2 separate regions of the Mus musculus genome follow, and region 1 is linked to region 2. A link is a contact called in public Hi-C data. All regions are on one chromosome and are shown on one strand. Each heading gives the region's core, a stretch centred on a gene start, on an enhancer-like site or on the middle of the called end of the contact. The rest is flanking DNA. Distances are from core to core; before and after follow the strand shown.

Region 1 (6,031 bases), core at 2,190-4,689, 240 kb after region 2:
CTAGGAAAAATTACAACTTGAAACTCGCAAGAGATGACTATATATTTGGCCCAGAGTGTGGCTTACTAGACTGCATGTCCTTTGGGCCGGTTCCTAAGGCTTTGCACAGAAGAAAAGCTAAAATTTGGAGTCATGGCGCCACCTGGTGACAAAATGCAGTTATTCAGGAGACGGGCCCACAGAGCTACAGTTTATGCGAGGCGTTTGATATTAGGCACAGGAAGAAGAAATGCGAACACGAATATGGGCTCTGGAACACTGTTACTGAACAAATGCACCAGCAGCTATCTCGTATCTCACAATACTCTCTAGTCCTTAAATATGCCGCCATTTAATTGTCCATACATCAGTTTACCCATTAATGAGCAGGCAAGATCGGCTTCCCTTGGTGCCCCTGGCTTAGCAGAAGAGAAATAGCTCCCAAGGAAACGGGCAGAGAGCTATAGAGTCGCTTGCAGGGGTGAAAGTGTTTAAGAGAAGTGGATCAGTAAGTTGGTGCCGCTGTAACAAGGAACCCCGCGACCCGGTTATTGGTAATTCCTAAGCAACAGAGATGAACTTCGCACAGTTGTGGAGGTGAACAAGTCCAATGTCAAGCAAGGTGCTGGAAGGTTCTATGCCTGGAGAGGGGTCTGGCCTTTTCATCCAAGAGGCCTGTGTCCTTCCCATTCTGGGAGCTGTCAGATGAAAGAACTAGTGCCTGACTGCAGTGGTCAGTGGGGATTTTGGTGGCATGCTGACTGGACTAAGAGTATCTTTGATTCCTCCACGTTCCTCCAAGTGGCCCCTCACACTCCTGAACGTAACCCCATCCCCCACCCTCCCGGGTGGGATAAACTCATTGTTTCACTAAATTGAACTCGTGTGGCATCCTTACTTGGTTCCATCATCGCTTTCCTTTCTAGGGTGAGCAGATGTTTGTCCATGTCTCTCCAGGGAAAAGTGCTACCCGAAGATCAGAGAGGGAGGCGCGCCTTGGTTTGGAATTTTAGTTTGACCGGTCCTACGTGCAGTGGGGAGGTACGAGGATTTCAAACCCTGTCAGGACAAAATAGCTTACAAACATCTTTGAGTCAGATACAAACAGGATAAGATGAAAAGACGTCCAAAACATTGGGAAATGGGCTTGGATGCCTGAGAATTCAGTCATAGTCCTTGGGTGCCCCCTGCAGGCAGATGATCAAATTACTTCCTGCTAGCGAGATCTGTGGCTCCTGCCACTCAGACTTTTCCTCTTCAACCCCAGGGAACGCAGGACCTTGGGGGAGGGGCACTTGCGCGAGCGCACACGCACGCGCACACACACTGTCACAAAACGACAAATATGCTCATCATCCCTGTGTGACGCAGTCTAAAAGCTAGGACAAGCCTGGACAACATTCACTTCCAATGGAATTTGTTTTCTCTTTCTTTTTCGTGCCTCTCTGGTGGCGTTCTCCTGACGAAAGCTGCATGTGTTTCCCTTGCTGGGACAGTCAGCCACATTTACACTAACCACCCTCTCTGACACACTATCCTTATTTAACGGGTTGTTTGTGGTCTGTCTCCTGTCAGTAGACAGCAAGGTGCTGGGGGACGGGGTACTTTATCTGTTTGACATGCAGCATCCCCAGTGTCTGGTGTCTTTTCGGTCCAGTCAACATGCCACTAACTACAGATTCTCCATGACCACTGCAGCCAGACACTAGCTCTCCCTTCTGAGTCTGGTCTAAGGGTTACAGAGTTCAGGACTGGGGTTTGCGGTATATACAAATGAGTTCCTCAAAAGTGGTGCCACCGTAGTAATTCCAGGTCCAGAGATTTGACTCTGTATGTGCAACTGCTAAGTAGCAGAGTGCAAACGGCAAACCTTCCTCAGGAGGGTGTTAGGACTTCACTCTGTGGAGTCCAAGTTCATTATATCCAGAGGGCTTGATGGTATGCAAGCAATGAGCAGGATTGCATTGTAACGATAGGAGATAGATTGTAACCAAATGGGCACATGCATTATACATTAGAACAGCGGTTCTCAACCTGTGGGCCGTGATCCTTTTGGAAAGTCGAATGGCCCTCCCACCCAGGTCAAGTATCAGACATCCTGCATGTCTGGCATTTACGTTACAATGTATAACAATAGCAAAATTACTGTTGTAAAGTAGCAATGAAATAATTTAATGGTTGGGAGTCACCACAACGTGAGGAACTGTATTAAAGGGTCACATTAGGAAGGTTGAGACCCACTGCGTCATAAGCAGACAGGCGAGATCTGCCCCTCTTCCCCTCCTTGGCATGCCCTTGTGCTTGAAGCCATAGGAGGGACTGGCAGAGATGCAAGAGCGCCCAGCCGTGCTTTTACTGTCCTGCGGCTCACACCTGGTCCTCCCTGTCCCTTGGTAAATGAGACAATGGCCCATACCCCAATACTCTAAGCTCTTCTGCCCTCAGACCTCCGACTTTCTGAGAGCAAAGTCTTGGCTACCGAAGTTAACAATGGCCCTGGTTACTAAGGAAGCTCGGTGCCCACTGGGCCCTGTGTGGGCAGTCTTCCCAGGCTAACATATTTGAGCGAGTGGAAGACATATTTCTGAACCAATTTAATTTTAAACACATAAAAGAATTCATTTCAGTTGCACATGATGGAGCACGCCTCTGATCCTAGCGCTTGGAGAGCAGAGGCAGGAAGATCTCTGTGAGTTTCAGGCCAGCTTGGTCTACACAGCTAGTTCCAGGACAGCTAGGATTACATTGCAAGACCCTGTCTCTAAATATAAATAGCCAAGCAACCGTCCAGTAAGCTATTATCTAAGCATTTAAGTTTGTTATAGCGCTCTAGGTCAGTGGTTCTCAACCTATAGATCGGGAGCCCTTTACAGAAGCCGCCTAATACTATCAGAAAATAGATATTTATTGACATTATGACCCAGCACCGTAGCAAATTTACATAATGAAGTAGCAACAAAACTACTTTTTATGGTTGGGGGGGGCACTACAACATTTAACTGTATTAAAGGGTCTCAGCACTAGGAAGATTGAGAACCACTGCTCTGGATCTTTTTGGGTGTCACCTACCTTTGGCTTCATCTATTCCTGGCTGATCCCCTAGTGTCCCCTGCAGTGATCAGTGGCATACAAGCTAAGATCAACTTCAAGAGTGGCCTTCAGCTTGTAGCTTCGCCAGCACTGGGTTTTTATGTGGTAGGGGCTGTAGATCGAACTCAGGTCCCCATGCTTGAGTGCAAATACTTGACCAAATGATTTACCAAATACTTTGCCGAAGCCACGCCCTTACCCTCCTTAGCTTCTCTCTAGGTTGTTGAATAAATGGAAAAAGAATTTCTTAAGCTTCCCATTCCACACAGCTGGGTGGTACCCAGCGCTCCCCCTGCTGGCCGTGGCTGGGATCTCGGGCCCGACTATTGGCCGCTTTTGGTATTTATGCCGGCCGAGAGGGAAGCTGCCTGTCCCTTTAATTGGAAGATACCAAGTGTTTCCAGGGCATAGTTTTTTTTCCTGAGTCCTTGCCCTGGGAATTTATAGTTCAGAGACACAGATAGCAGCAGTGTTGAGATAGTGCTGTGCGTTAGGGGGGAGTCTGGCTCAGCAGGGCTCGAGAGGGACCTCGGGGGGTGACGCACGCCCGAGTGGTTTTCCCCCGCGCCCCGTGGTTCAGTCCAAGATGGCGGCCACCATGAAGAAGGCGGTGAGTGCGGCGGGGCCGGGGTCCGAGGAGCCGTGGGCCGGGGCGTGTGAGGAGACGCGGGGCGCTGGGGGCCGGGGTCTGAGGAGGTGAGGGATGCGCGGGGCCGGGGCCCGCGCTGGGTACAGGGGTGCTTCTGTCCGCTCCGCTCGCCGTCAGGGCAACCGCCTCACCTGCTCAGGGTCGTGCATCTCCTCGGGCACCGGGTCGGGCTCCGCATCCCGGGCCGTCTGCTACCGCATCCCGGGGCGTCGTCTGCTACCGCACCTCTGTGCTCCGCCCCGGACCGCTCCGGTCGGTCCACGCTCCGTGCACCGAGTGTCTAATTGACGTTGAGAGCAGTCGGCCCGAGCGAGCGCGGTGGCTCTCCGGGCTTTTCCCAGCCATTAGGAAGGACACGGGTCCCCACGCTCTGCCCCGCACACTTCACAGCCAGCCAGCCAGCCAGCCATTCCTTTGGTGACTCATCTGGTGAGATGCTGGGTCTGGTGATTTTTGTTTGGTCAAATTAGAGCTCTTTATCATTTTTAAAACGACGTCCGATCCTTGTTCATGGGGCTCGGTGTGATGTCTTATCACACTTTTGAAAGACACGGACTTGTGTGTGTGTGTGTGTGTGTGTACACACCAGACTGGTCCACGGCTTCCTATGCAGTCAGAGATGATTTTGAATTTCTGACTCTCCTGCCTCCACTTTCCAGGTGCTGGAATCACCGGTGTGTGCCACTACCCCTGGCTTTTGGTGTGCTGGTGTGGTGGACCCAGGGCTTCATGCATGACAGGCAGTAGACATGGCTATGCAACCCTTTCAACCAATATTTTGAAACTTGAGCTAAATTTGAGCCACCAACTTAAGTTAAACTTCCATGTGGGTTTTTATAACCTAAACGTGTTTCCAGGAGTGCAGGTGTATCTAATACAGGGAAAGAATTGCAGAGGAGGGGAAAAAAAAAAAAGAACAAACAAGCAAACAGCTGATAGCTATTGGGGCTTCACAGTGTGTTCGGACAGTTCTTAGCATTTGCTAATTATTTTGATCTGCTGTGTCAACCTTTTGGGAGATTCTGTATTTATTCACTTTTAGCTGAAGAGGAAACTGAAGCGCAGAAGAAAAGCTGTGATTTAAAGAGCATTTGCACTCCAGGCTCCTGTCTGTCTGTCTCTCTGCCTCTGCCTCTCTCAGGCTCCTTGTCTGTCTGTCTCTCTGTTTCTCTGTGTGTGTGTTAGTGTGTGTGTCTCCCCCCCACCCCACCCCGGGCTCCTTGTCTGTCTGTCCGTTTGCCTGTCTGTCTCTGATGAGAGGCGCTTGGCTGAAGACAGTTGCTTTCACTCTACTTTGTAAGGCCCCTGTAGAATGCCTTTGTGTTCTCGCTGTTGGCACCGTGTAGTCAGTGCTTCTGACCACTGAAGGTTGATGCTCAGCATCCCAGTTCATTAAGAGGGAATGGCTGCTGAGCCTGGGGAGGCTTCAGAGTTCGAAAGAGCCCCTCGCCCTGGTCTGTCACCCACAAATTATTACACGGTAGCAGAGTACAGTCCGGGGCCACGGTGATTTGGCCAGGTAGGAACAGGTTCATTTTGCCTCTCTTGTTAGACTGTGCTCTCAGCTGTGGGTTACACTGGTCAGTTCCACGATAAACATTGTCCTTGCTTTTGCTTTTCTGAGACAAGGTCTCACTGTGTAGCATTTGCTGGTCTGGAACTCTTAAGAGATCTGACTGTCAGCTGAAATTGTGGAGAGCTTTTTGGCTGGGGACCCAGATCTCAGTACCTGAACTTGGAATAGAGTATGGTTTATTTCCTCTTAACAATCCCATAAGGTGTTACTGAGGCCAGGGTGTAGTCAGGGTCCAGGGCAGCTTACTTTCTTCTTGAATTTGGAGCAAGTCATGTCTTGTATAACTAGCAGAATTCCCTTAACTCTACAGTGATCCTTTTTGCCATTCTGCCTTCATTTCTCACATAGCCCAGGCTGGCCTCAAACTCACTATGCAGCTGAGGATGACCTTGAATTGTTAATCCTCCTGCCTCCGCCTCCCAGGGGCCAAGTGGCTTCTGGTGGCTGCTGTTTGTCAGGGCTATGTCGGGAAATGCCTGCTTTGGAAAAAGCAAAAACAGCCAACTTCCAGCACTCTTTGATGTCAAAATATCTGAGTCTGATCTATCGTAATTTAGATTCTAATTCAGAAATCTTTCACCAGTGTTGCTTGTCAGGCAGGCCCTACTAGGGCCTCTCACCTGAGTTGCTTTTAAAGTCCTCGTGGTGACAGACACACCTGAAAATGCATCCTAGGGCTTGGGGGCTCTGTAAACTCCCGAGTTAAGAAGGGAGTCCTCGAGGTTTTCTGGGAGATT
Region 2 (5,892 bases), core at 2,519-5,018:
TCGTGGCTATAAACACTTACAGTTTTAAAGTGCCTCTTACCGGACTTTCTTGGAAATTTTTTTTTTCTGGAGACTAAAAGCAATAGATAATATTTGTGAGTTAAGTCTCCATGCTAGGGTCTTTGCACCTGATGCCAACAGTCCTCCTAGGGAGACCTTAAGGTCTGTTCTTCACACACATTTTACAGCTTGAGAAATAGACTCAGAGACTCAATAATGATCTAAGGTCACATAGCAGACCTGGGGTAGGGTGGAGGTGGGGGATTCAAAGCTGGTTCTATTAGCCCAGCAAGCCCCTTCTGGGTTTCTTTCAATTTTAGTGGACGTGTAGATGCTGTGGGAACCCACAGGCCACAGTGCACATGTTGGCACGAGTACACCTGGAAATAGCTGGAGACAGGAGCTCCAGTGCTCAGGAGGCAGAGGGAGGAGATCTTCTGTGAGTTCAAGGCCAGTCTGGTCTCTATTGAGAGTTTCAGGTTAACGTGAGATACATAGGAAGGACTTGTCTTAAGTGAATAAATACATAAAAAATTTAAAAAGTATTCATGACACAGGGCTGTGGAGCCTGCTTAGACTTCTCGTATGCAAATGGACCTGAGATGTGAACCTCTGCACCCATGTGAAAAAGCCAGGTGTGGACCTAAACCCTGGCACTGGAGGAGGAGGACAGAGACAGGATCACTGGGTCTTGCAGTCACAAGCCTAGTGGACAAACATGCTCCAGGTTCAGGAGAGGCCCTGCAGAAGGGACTCCGGCCCCTGAGGACAGATCAAGGAAAAAACACTTGACATCTTTCTCTGACCTCCATCTGCACAGAGGCACTCCCCCTCCCCCCACGCACACCAGACCTCCCCTGAAGAACACATAGGAGAAACATGTGTGACCAGCAGCTGGGCCGCTGAGCCCATCAGTAAAATGGGATTCATGATACTGTTGGTTATCAACGCAGCCAGGCTGGCTGCCAGTGAGCTCCAAGGATCCTGAGTGCTGGGATTACAAAAGAGCAGTGGCCTGGCTTTTTATGTAGGTCATAGTAGCGACCAGTAGCTGATGGCTACAGCCTCTATTCCTTTGGAAAACACTGAGGCACCTATATAATCCTTCCTTCCTTCCTTCCTTCCTTCCTTCCTTCCTTCCTTCCTTCCTTCCTCTCTTCCTTTCTATCTTTCTTTCTTCCTTTCCTTCTCTCTCTCTCTCTCTCTTTCTTTCTTTCTCTCTTTCTTTCTTCTTCCTTCCTTTCTTTCTCTCTTCCTATTTCTCTTTCTTTCTTTCTTTCTTTCTTTCTTTCTTTCTTTCTTTCTTTCTTCTCTCTCCCTCCCTCCCTCCCTCCCTCCCTTCCTTCCTTCCTTCCTTCCTTCCTTCCTTCCTTCCTTCCTTCCTTCCTTCCTCCCTTCTGCTGCTTAAAAATATATTTATTTAACTTTAGTTTGTTTTTTGATAGGCATGTCTGTTTTGTCTTCATGTATGTCTATGTGCCAGATATGTTCTTTATGTCCCAGAGACCAGAAGAGGATGTGGGAGCCCCTGGGACAGGAATTGCAGATGGTTGTGAGTTGCTATGTGGGCACTGGGAATGGAACCTCTTGTCTACCAGAAGAGCAGCTGGTGCTCTTGACTGCTGAACTAGCTACGTCATGTCTAGCCTTAGTGTTTTTCATTTTTATCAATGAGCTACACTACAACTCATTACATTCATTTATTCATGTGTGTGTATGTGTGTGTGTGTGTGTACGTACATGTGTGTGTGTGTGTGTGTGTGTGTGTGGTATGTAGGATGTGTGTGTGCACGATGTGGTGTGTGTGTGCATGCTGTGGGGTATGTGTGTGTGTGTATGTGTGTGTGTGTATGCTTGCTATGGTATGAGTGTGGAACTCTGAGAGCAACTTGGTGGGTTGTCTTCTTCTGCTGCTGGGAACTGAACTTAGTTCCCCAGCTCAGCAGTGAGTGCTTTTGCTTGCCAAGCCGTCTCACCGGCCTTAGCATTCTCATAAGAGCAATATTCACTGATTAGTTTCTGCACTAGTCAAGACCCTTGCTTGAAAAACTGCAGAAGGCCAGTTCAGATCAGCTTATATAAAACCCATAAGACAAATCTTCCTCCAGAGATGGGATTTACAGGCACACTTGTCTCAAAAGCCTAGGACTTGGGGCCTGATTCACCCTTGTGGGAACATCACATCATGGCTCATAAGTAACTGTACTTACATGTCAATCAAAAATGAAATAAAAACACCAACAAAGAGTCCTGTGTTTCCCTGACCCTGGGCCTTTTAATTTCTCTTGCTTCTCCCTTACCTTTGCCAGTCTGGGCAACCATTGATCTCAGAGAAACTGACATCTTTCCTAAGCATCTCTAGTAGAGTCCTGGGGAAGAGACTCTTGCTGGCCAAGCTGGGGGACATGCAGGAGTCATCTTGGTTCAAAGGTCAAAGGAGGGCCAGCCCCACAGGATCACCTAACTTTCTCCTAAGGCATTCACAGGATCACCCTAGGCATGGCTGTTCTGGGAGGCAGAACACTTTGGTGAGGTTGAGTGTGGCCCCGTGAAGGAGAGAAGGTAGAACAACCCCCCTCTCTCCTCATAACAGATTAAAAGGTCTCTGGATGTTTCCAAATGCCCCTTGCGGGAGGAAGTGACCCCTCCAGCGCCACAGATGGAGTAAGAATGTAGAAGCGCTCTACACTTGAGTTGTAGCTCAGTGCTAGGTTACTAACCTAGTGTGTGCGAGATCTGTCAGCATCACACAGGAAAAAACTCACTGGTCAGCTTTCTGTTACTATTACAAATACTGGAGACAATGGCTTTATAAAGCAGAAAGGTTTGCTTGGGCTCATTTAGTTTCAGAGATTCCAGTCTGTGGTTGGCTGGCTCTGTTGCCAGCCTTGGACACGCCCCCAGCAACTTGAAGACCTCTTAACCATGACCACCTCTTTAAAAGTCCCATCAGGGCTGGTGAGATGGTTCAGTGGGTAAGAGCACCCGACTGCTCTTCCGAAGGTCCGGAGTTCATATCTAGCTCTCAAATTTAGGAAGTAGTTTCCCATGGGAATGGAGACTGGTAAGCCAATGGCTCCTACACTGTTAATGTCCCGAGGGGTGTACACAGCCTTACTGCTAACCTCAGCCGTGACTGAAAGTCATTGAGGCCGTTTACAGTTCCTTCAAAATAATTCTAGAAGGGAATTCATAAAAATGGGTAACATCTGGAGAGATGGCTCAGCGGTTAAGAGCACTGACTGCTCTTCCAGAGGTCCTGAGTTCAATTTCCAGCAACCACATGGTGGCTCACAACCATCTGTAATGAGATCTGATGCCCTCTTCTGGTGTGTCTGAAGAGATCGGCAGTGTACTTACATACATTAAATAAATAAATAAATAAATAAATAAATAAATAAATAAATAAATATTTTAAAAAATGGGGCTAGAAAGATGGCTCAGTGGTTAAGAGCACTGGCTGCTCCTGGAGAGGACTCAACTTCTGATCCCAATACCCTACCCACACTGCCCCTCCTGACTACCCATGTAATTTTAGTTCCAGAGGATCTGACGCCCTCTTCTGGCCTCCCAAGGCACTGCACCACATGATGTACAGCCATTTAGGCAGACACTCATACACATAAAATAAAAATAAATAAATCTTGAGAGAGAAAAAAACCAACCCAGACATATTTATTTGTAAGCCTGTGAGTTGTCTATGGATACAGTCCCAGATCCGGAGGAACTGAGAAGCCCACTTCCCGAGGCGTATTGTAAACAGAAAGGAACGCCAAGACCGGTTTGGCCACACCTTGCGCTAGGTGCGTGATCTGTCTTCGGTTATTTGATCTCTTCCGTCCTGGTTGTCGCCAATCTTAAAGACGATTAATGATGCCAGACCAATTAATGATGTATGTGAGACTCCAAAATGCCAGGGAGTTGGGGTGTTATTTAAGCTCGTTCTTCAATTATTTGACTAAGAGGCACACTTGAGTGATTTCTTTTAGAATCAAAGCCTTACTTCTCTCCCCCTCCCCCTCCTCCTCGTCCTCCCCGCTTCCTTTTCATTTGTTGGCTAACACAGAGAGAGCAATGTTATGGTAAAAGGGATCCTTTTTCATTTTTTTAGATCGTTCTGAGAGGTAAGTTTTGCTCACCTGGTTTATTGCCAATCTCTTGCGTTCCCGGTGTTGAAAAAACAGAGGGGTAAGGTAGGGCTTATTTACAGTTCAGTGGTTCCTAGAACCAACACAACTGTTCCCTCGTGGAGACAGAAATTATGTCCCAATGAAACGCACCGAATATAGTCTCAATTCTGTGACTCCGTTCCCTCTTGCTAACACTCCAACCAGTTAAATCGGGGAGATTTAAGCTCCTGGTCTTTGTCTGAACACATCGGAAAAGCCAGAAAACGTTGGAACAAATTGTGGAGCCCAGTTGTAAGCGAAGGGCGGAAAAGCAGTCCAGAAACAAATGACCTAATCCGGTGTCAGAGGCAGCGGCTTAATGACTCCTGTCTGAAGAGAGACTTCCAGGACGGGTTCCTTCCTAAGTGAGCAGGAGAAAATTGGCCTTTTTGATGTAAGGCAGTTGAGGGAAAATTTCTGCTTTTGCCTCTAGGAGTAAATGTGCTTTGATTCTGATTAGATTTGTAATTTATTAAGCTTCTCCTTGCTGTTTGCACTTAGAGATACCAAGTTTGTTCTTTCTACTTGTAGAGACAGGCTTTTTTTGGGGGGGGGGCAGGGAGGTGACATTAGTTATTGTCATTGCCCCTTAGGAGGTTTTTAGTTTTAGTTGTTTTACTTCTGAACCTTGTTGCAGGGGCTGGGAGTCAGCTGTTAGAATGCTCACCTAGCAGGCGGAGGCCCTGAGCTCAGTCAACAGAACCTTGTAGGAGTAGTGGGCTCCACTGTCCTGCCAGCGTTTGGGAGGCAGAAGCAGGAGGATCAGAAGTTCAAGTCCACCCCCAGCTTTCTAGTAAGTCCAAGGCCAGCCAGGGCTACAGGAGACCCTGTCTCAAAACAAAACAACAACACACAAAAAAAAAAATTGCGACAGGGAACACATACACTGTAGAAGTTGTAAAAACGTCTCCCAGGATGCTATCTTCTCACCAGAAGCTTTTGTGTGCATTCTGGAAAATTCCAGTGTTTATGAAGTTGGAGGCTCCACGCTGATATTTATCAGGATTTAAATTTGAATCATGCATAGCACAGGAAAAAAAAGAATGGGGGCAGGGTCTTGATTTTTATTATGTGTTTGGAGAGGCGCTTCAGTGTTTACAGTCTGGGAACAGGATCCCAGCGGAATCCTTTCTGTTGTCAGGGAGGGGCCAACATTCCCGTGTCCACCCACTCACCCAGAGGCAGCCTGGTTTTGGAGTGGAAATAACACTCTTATACCTAATAGGACCCGGGAGATCTGCCCCGACTGCCTGCCGGTTTCTACAGTTGGAAATTACAAAAGCCAGCAGCCGATATCAACCTTCTGCCTGCTGACTTGCCAGAGAATCTCCCATCTCTTTCTCTTGGGCTACAAGGACTTCCTTCCTTCTGGACAAAATACTGGCATAGCCTAGGAGGTTGCAAGTTGGTTGCTGAGTCCATTGGGGTTTTGTTTACTGGTTTTGTTCTGAGTAGAGAACAGATCTTACATTTGGAGACTTTTGGAGACACGTGTGTCAAGAGGGGAGATAGATTAGAGTGTGTGCACTGGGGTGGAGCCGGTGGGTAGAATCACAGCGCTTCTCCCAGTGTGTTTTCAGATCACATATATTGACCACACATAGTGAGCAGGATTGGTTATTGCAAGCTTTGACCTTTATAAGCACGGGCCTGGGAATAATAACTCAAATGGTTCTTCAAGGTTCCCCGAGAACTCTGACCACACCCCATTTTTAAAGCTTAA

What was found. A called contact is a pair of places that touch in the nucleus more often than the background predicts.
Region 1: a contact with region 2 is called in a Hi-C map of nephron progenitors, with 4 times the contacts expected there. The contact joins the promoter of Pfdn4 here to the enhancer-like site in region 2. A contact is called at or near these places in 9 of 484 Hi-C or Micro-C datasets (the G1E-ER4 cell line, the MC38 cell line, cortical neurons and 2 more), 1 of 115 datasets of contacts at active chromatin or transcription factors (pancreatic cancer cells) and 2 of 9 other capture datasets (adipose tissue and liver).

Annotation. Positions count from the first base shown.
Region 1 is chr2:170,507,791-170,513,821 of GRCm38.p6, forward strand. Pfdn4 (prefoldin 4) reads left to right here and starts at 3,440. Exons shown (of 4, transcript NM_001110152.2): 1 at 3,440-3,679. The coding sequence starts at 3,656. Gm16796 (predicted gene, 16796) reads right to left here and starts at 4,137. Exons shown (of 3, transcript NR_040367.1): 1 at 3,049-4,137.
Region 2 is chr2:170,262,958-170,268,849 of GRCm38.p6, forward strand. No RefSeq gene overlaps it. Among named protein-coding and RNA genes, the nearest start is that of Gm34542, 53 kb to the right of the region's middle. Within about 2 kb of position 3,769, at least 62 of the 459 cell types and tissues checked have an H3K27ac peak or open chromatin away from gene starts, as enhancers often do. A contact at or near this core is called in adipose tissue, embryonic stem cells, liver and 1 more, where this site is marked.